Regions from separate parts of the Mus musculus genome. Here region 1 is linked to region 2. A link is a contact called in public HiChIP or PLAC-seq data. All regions are on one chromosome and are shown on one strand. The core of a region is the stretch at or near the end of the contact, and the rest is flanking DNA. Distances in the headings are between cores, read along the strand shown. Region 1 overlaps Pus7 (pseudouridylate synthase 7). Region 2 overlaps Srpk2 (serine/arginine-rich protein specific kinase 2).

Evidence for each region. HiChIP or PLAC-seq counts read pairs in DNA pulled down with a chosen protein or histone mark.
Region 1: a contact with region 2 is called in an H3K27ac HiChIP or PLAC-seq map of embryonic stem cells, with 5 read pairs. The contact joins two enhancer-like sites. A contact is called at or near these places in 2 of 15 datasets of contacts at CTCF or cohesin (large pre-B cells and pro-B cells), 21 of 484 Hi-C or Micro-C datasets (B cells, the Ba/F3 cell line, CD4 T cells and 14 more), 2 of 115 datasets of contacts at active chromatin or transcription factors (embryonic stem cells and large pre-B cells) and 3 of 9 other capture datasets (adipose tissue, liver and pancreatic islet).

Annotation. Positions count from the first base shown.
Region 1 is chr5:23,754,965-23,757,664 of GRCm38.p6, forward strand. The region is part of intron 7 of Pus7 (pseudouridylate synthase 7); the gene reads right to left. Among named protein-coding and RNA genes, the nearest start is that of Pus7, 27 kb to the right of the region's middle. Within about 2 kb of position 1,362, at least 7 of the 459 cell types and tissues checked have an H3K27ac peak or open chromatin away from gene starts, as enhancers often do. A contact at or near this core is called in embryonic stem cells, where this site is marked.
Region 2 is chr5:23,651,106-23,653,805 of GRCm38.p6, forward strand. The region is part of intron 2 of Srpk2 (serine/arginine-rich protein specific kinase 2); the gene reads right to left. Among named protein-coding and RNA genes, the nearest start is that of Srpk2, 24 kb to the right of the region's middle. Within about 2 kb of position 1,441, at least 19 of the 459 cell types and tissues checked have an H3K27ac peak or open chromatin away from gene starts, as enhancers often do. A contact at or near this core is called in embryonic stem cells, where this site is marked.

The DNA.
Region 1 (2,700 bases), core at 112-2,611, 100 kb after region 2:
ACAGAGAAGAAAGACTTCATTGGTTCATCCCTGAAAAAGGCCCAGACCCCTGCATTTCCTCATTCCCTTAAACGCACACTGAAGATGTGTGGAGCTAGATTCAGAACCCGGTACCCTGCTGTTTCATAGACGTGTTTCCCATACTGTTGGAACTGTCTCATTAGAAAGTCTTTTGCCTTCCTCGACAGGACATCTGCAGAAAAGCAAACACAAAATCTTTCTTTACACCATAACCCTCCCCACTCACTGCTGTTAACAGTTTTTTCTTTGAAAGACTGAATTTTTATTTATGTGTGTGCATGAGTATGCATGTGTGCGTGCATGTGTGTGTATACATGTGAATAATTACAGGTCTCTCCAGAGGTCAGCCGTTGGCTATCCCTAGAGCCAGAGTTACAGGAGGCCATAGCTGCCTAGTGTGGTGCTAGGAACCAAACTCAGGTCCACTAGAAGAGCAGCAGACATAAATAACAAAAGATGTTTATCTCAGAGGGCTTCATGTTCTTGATATATAAAATTTTTGAAAATGCTAAACTTTGTATTTTTATTAAAAAAAAAATATATAATGGAGGCTGAGGAGACGCTCAGTGGTTGAGAGAACTTGCTGTTCTTACAGAGGACCTGGGTTTGATTCCCAGCACCCAACACACAACTCCAGTTCCAGACCCAACATCCTCCTCTGACATCCACAGGCACCACGCCTGCGCATATGGTATACACACAGACAAAACACTCACACTTAGATCAACAAAACAAAAGAGGCAAGGCCAAAAGCCCCTGTGCGGGCTATAGGGAGGTCTTCCTGGTCAGCCGCAGGTCAGCCAAGGTTAAAGTGAGATCCTGCCTAAAGACAGACAAACAGCACCCAAAACCTCAAAATACAATACACAGATGAAAGGTGTCAGCCATTGCTTTCCCGCCCCATGCCTGTCCCGTGACATCACCATCCCCAAAGGCGTCCATTCGTGTCGTTGGATTAACCTGAATACAAATGGAATCCTTAGGTCCATCTAGGCTCTAAGAATCCAGTTTTATTTATCTATTAGTTGTCTTTAAGATTCTCTGATTTGTATCATGGAGTAATTGTTTCCTATTTTCAATGATTAGAAACAATGCAACAAACACACCATGGTGCCCAAGAGCATGGTGTTAATTTTTCCATGTCCATGTCTCCTCTGAAGTGACAGCTACTCTGTCAAGCAGCAGAGACAAGGGGGTGAGCCTGGCTTGAGTCTGTCAGTGGCTTCCAGTATAGTTATGTCTGTGCGCACTCGCGTACACTTATGTTTCCGTGTGAGGACATTTGTGTATATGTGTTTATGAACAGAGGACTGTGGAAGCACTGGGGGTGTGGCTTCACCCCCACGCATCTGTTCATGGACCCATTCAACAGGCCTTTCCAGTTTTAACACAAGGGGGAACTAATGGGGCCACTCTGCTCTACTCCTTGGCCAAAGTAAATACATTAAAAAAGAAAATGAAACTACGTACATTTTAGAATTCACCTTCACAGGGCTGAAGAGTACTTGCTGGATCTCAGGCACCCACACCAGGCCACTGACAAACACCCGTGACTCTAGCTCTAGGGGATGCGATGCCCTCTTCTGGCCACTGAAGGTACCCCACACAGGGCACACACACAAATTAAAAATAAAGCTTGAAAAATTCGCCTGGGGGTGGAGAGATGGCCAATGGCTAAGAACATTTGTTGCTCTTGCAGGAGACCCAGGTTTGATTCTCAGCACTCACACAGTGGCTCACAACCATCTGTATTTCATTTCCAGAAGATGTGACCCCTATTCTGACTTCCATGGGCACCAGGCATACAGTGCACATACGTAGAAGTTAATAAACTGTTCACACACATACAAATAACATACATCTTTTTAAAAAAATCATCTATATAATATCCGAGCTCCTGGAATTTATGTTATTTCAGTGCTAGGAATTGAGCTTAGGGCTTCATACATGCTAGGCAAACATTCTATCCTTAAACTCTCAGCTCTCCTGGAATTCTTTAGCAAAATTGCCCTACTACTCCCTGAAGACACTCAGTGAACCACACCTCCAGAGCTTCCATGGTTCTGTGCTCACAGACATGGATAATGCAGAAATGTGCATGCATGTGCGCGCACACACACACATACATATATACACACACACACACACTCTCATATGTACATATGTACTAGGCACCAGCCTGTTTGTTTCCTTGCTTGCTATGTAAGGAAGCTCCTTAGTGCTCCATCTCCCTTTCTCACTTTTGTTCACTGTCAGGTATTCAGCCTTACTAAGTTACAAAAAAAAAAAAAAAAAAAGTTGCTGCACTAATAGAAAACGTAGGAAGATGGCCATCCAAGTCAGGAAATGGGTGAAACTGGAACACCCAGTTCCCCTCTGCCCCGTGAAGCAGTCGGGCCTCACACAAACCAGGGCGAGCTTGAGCAGGTGTGTTCCAGGCCCTTGAATCAAGATGTGCAGGGAGGATGCTCAAAGTCGACAAGGACCTACAAAAGCAGGGGGTCAGCACAAACAGATTGCGGACCAACTGATGGAGCTCTGTAGTCAGCAGACACTGCTGGAGAAAGGACGGGGTTTCAGAGCAGAAACAGAAAAAAAAAAAAACAAATAAAATAAAACTAAGCAAAAGCAAAAGATAGGGGCCAAAAGAACCAAGTTATCAGCCTGGCTGCCCGTGAC
Region 2 (2,700 bases), core at 191-2,690:
TTTGGTTCCTAGCACCTATATGGTGGCCCACAACCATCTGTAACTCTAATTTCCAGGATATCTAACACCATCTTCTGGCTTTCACTGGCACACGTGTGGTACACCTACATACGTAGGAACAAAACACTCACATACATAAAAACTAAATCGTTTTAAAAGATGCTATCAATTGTATCTAATCCTTTTTTCAGATAAGCAAGTGGTCTCTTAGCACTCCAGCCCATACGTTTAAATGCTTATACTTTCTCTTCCTCCGTGGTGTGTCATGAGGCTAGTTTTACTGTGCATTTAAGGAGAAATAGCATTGCCTATGCTCCCAAAAGACAGTCTGCATTCTCTCTTCTCTCACTCAGAATCACTAACACCCACATACATCCCTGACAAGGTACAGGAGCAAATCACAGGAGCTGATGATCCTATTTTACTAACTACCTCTCCTCACCTTAACGCTTCTGACACAGCAGTTCTCAGCCTGTGAGTAGCAGCACCTTTCCGGGTTGAATGACCCTTTCACAGAGGTCATCTAAGACAATCAGAAATAGCAGATATTTACATTACAACTAATAACAGGAAGAAAATTACAGTTATGAAGTAGCAACGAAATAATTTTATGGTTGGGGTCACCACAACATGAGGAACTGTGTTAAAGGGTTGCAGCATTAGGAAGGCTGAGAACCACTGTTAGAACACAAAATTTCAACTGGCTTAGGGCTGGGAAGATGGCTCAGTATACCAGGTGTTTGCCATGGAAGCATGAGGACCAGACCTCAGATCCTAGCGCCCACACAGAAGCCAGGAGAATGTGGGCCTCTCTGCAATCCCAGATCTGTAACAGAAACAGAGTCATCTCTGATGGAAACTGGCAAGACAGGTTCAGCTGGAGATCCTGCCTTCATTAGTAAAGTAGCGATCAGTCAGGGACAACCACTAGCTTCCACTCACACCCACACACCTATACACTTCCACATATACAAGGGCACACACATGACGTTTTCCAATTCAACACTTTTTAAAAAGTGAGCTACAAATATGAAATGAACCAATTTTTAATGTATTTAACAAAATATAAAAATTTTAATCGGTAAAATTTCTTTAATGTTTCTCATTTTATAAAACCTGCTAGGGGCTAGCAAAGTAACTTAGCGGCTTAAAATGCTCGCTGCTGAGGCGGACCATCTGAATTTGATCCTCAAGAAAAGAACTGAATCCTGCAAGTCTCTCCTTGATCTCCACAAACACACCGCACATGCTCACATGTGAGCACACACAATAAAGAAGTATAGAAAAGAAACAATAGTTTGTAAGAGTAATAACACTTTTTTAAGAATAAACAAAACAATACCCGGAGCATGCAAAGGCATGCCTGTAATCCCAGCAGTACAGAGGCTGAGGCACTAGGAGCGTTCCTGCTCAGGCTCGACTTGCAGGCAGAGACCTGTCTCAGGAAACCAAACCCGGGCAGGGAACGGAGCTCAGCTGCCACGGTGCTTGCCTAGAGTCCTTTCCAGCCCTGCAAAAATCTGCACTCCCAGCACTGGACAGGCATAAGCAAAGGAACCAAAGTTAATGTCATTCTCAGTACAGAAAATTCAAAGCCAGCTGGGACCCTATCTCCAAAACAAAAATTAGTACTATCCTGAGATTAAAACGCAAATTCTCACAAATAGCAACCAGTAAGGTTACTTCTACCACAATGAAAGCCAATAAGCAAGTTAAATATATCTTATAGTCGAGATAAAAATCAGTAATATTTTTACCATTTAATTATTTTAGCTTTTAAACTAATTTCACAAAAATATTACAAAAGCTTATCTCCCATCAGAAGCTACACAATGGCCCTCAAGACCAGGCAGTGGTGGCACATGCCTTTAATCCCAGCACTCGGGAGGCAGAGGCAGGCAGATTTCTGAGTTCGAGGCCAGCCTGGTCTACAGAGTGAGTTTCAGGATAGCCAGGAATACACAGAGAAACTCCATCTTAAAAGCTTATACCTACGTCTATTCAGTAGAAAAAAACAGACAATGTTGCTAAGACAACACACAAAGTGGGCTGAAAATAGAACTACTAACGTAAACAGCTGGAACCGAAATTGTAAGGATAAGTCTCCAGGGTTTTATGAATTCAGCAACAGATTCTTAAGATACATTTAAAAAAAAAAAAAAGTATAGGCAAGGCCTTCCTGATGATCCAGTGAAAAAATCAGGAAGCTATATATCCTGAGAATTTTGCCCACCCTCACCATCTCCTAGCTCCAGACTTGCAGCTCATGTGCTGGCTCTCCCTAAAGAAGACTGTTACAGAGAACAACTGACTTAAGAGGCCCACAACCTGGGGCTGGCTAGTCGGCTCAGTGGTGAAGAGCACTGACTGCTCTTCTGAAGGTCCTGAGTTCAAATCTCAGCAACCACATAGTGGCTCACAACCATCTGTAATGAGATCTGATGCCCTCTTCTGGTATGTCTGAAGATAGCTACAGTGTACTTACATATAATAATAAATCTTTGGGCCAACCAGAGTGAGCAGAGGTCCTAAATTCAATTCCCAACAACCATATGAAGATTCACAACCACATGTACAGCTACAGTGTACTCATACATAAAATAGATAAATCTTTAAAAAAAGAAAAAGAGAGAGAGGTCCACAACCCAAATGACATGTTTACAACCCTACTCAGGTACAAGAGAGGGCAGAAGATTTTAG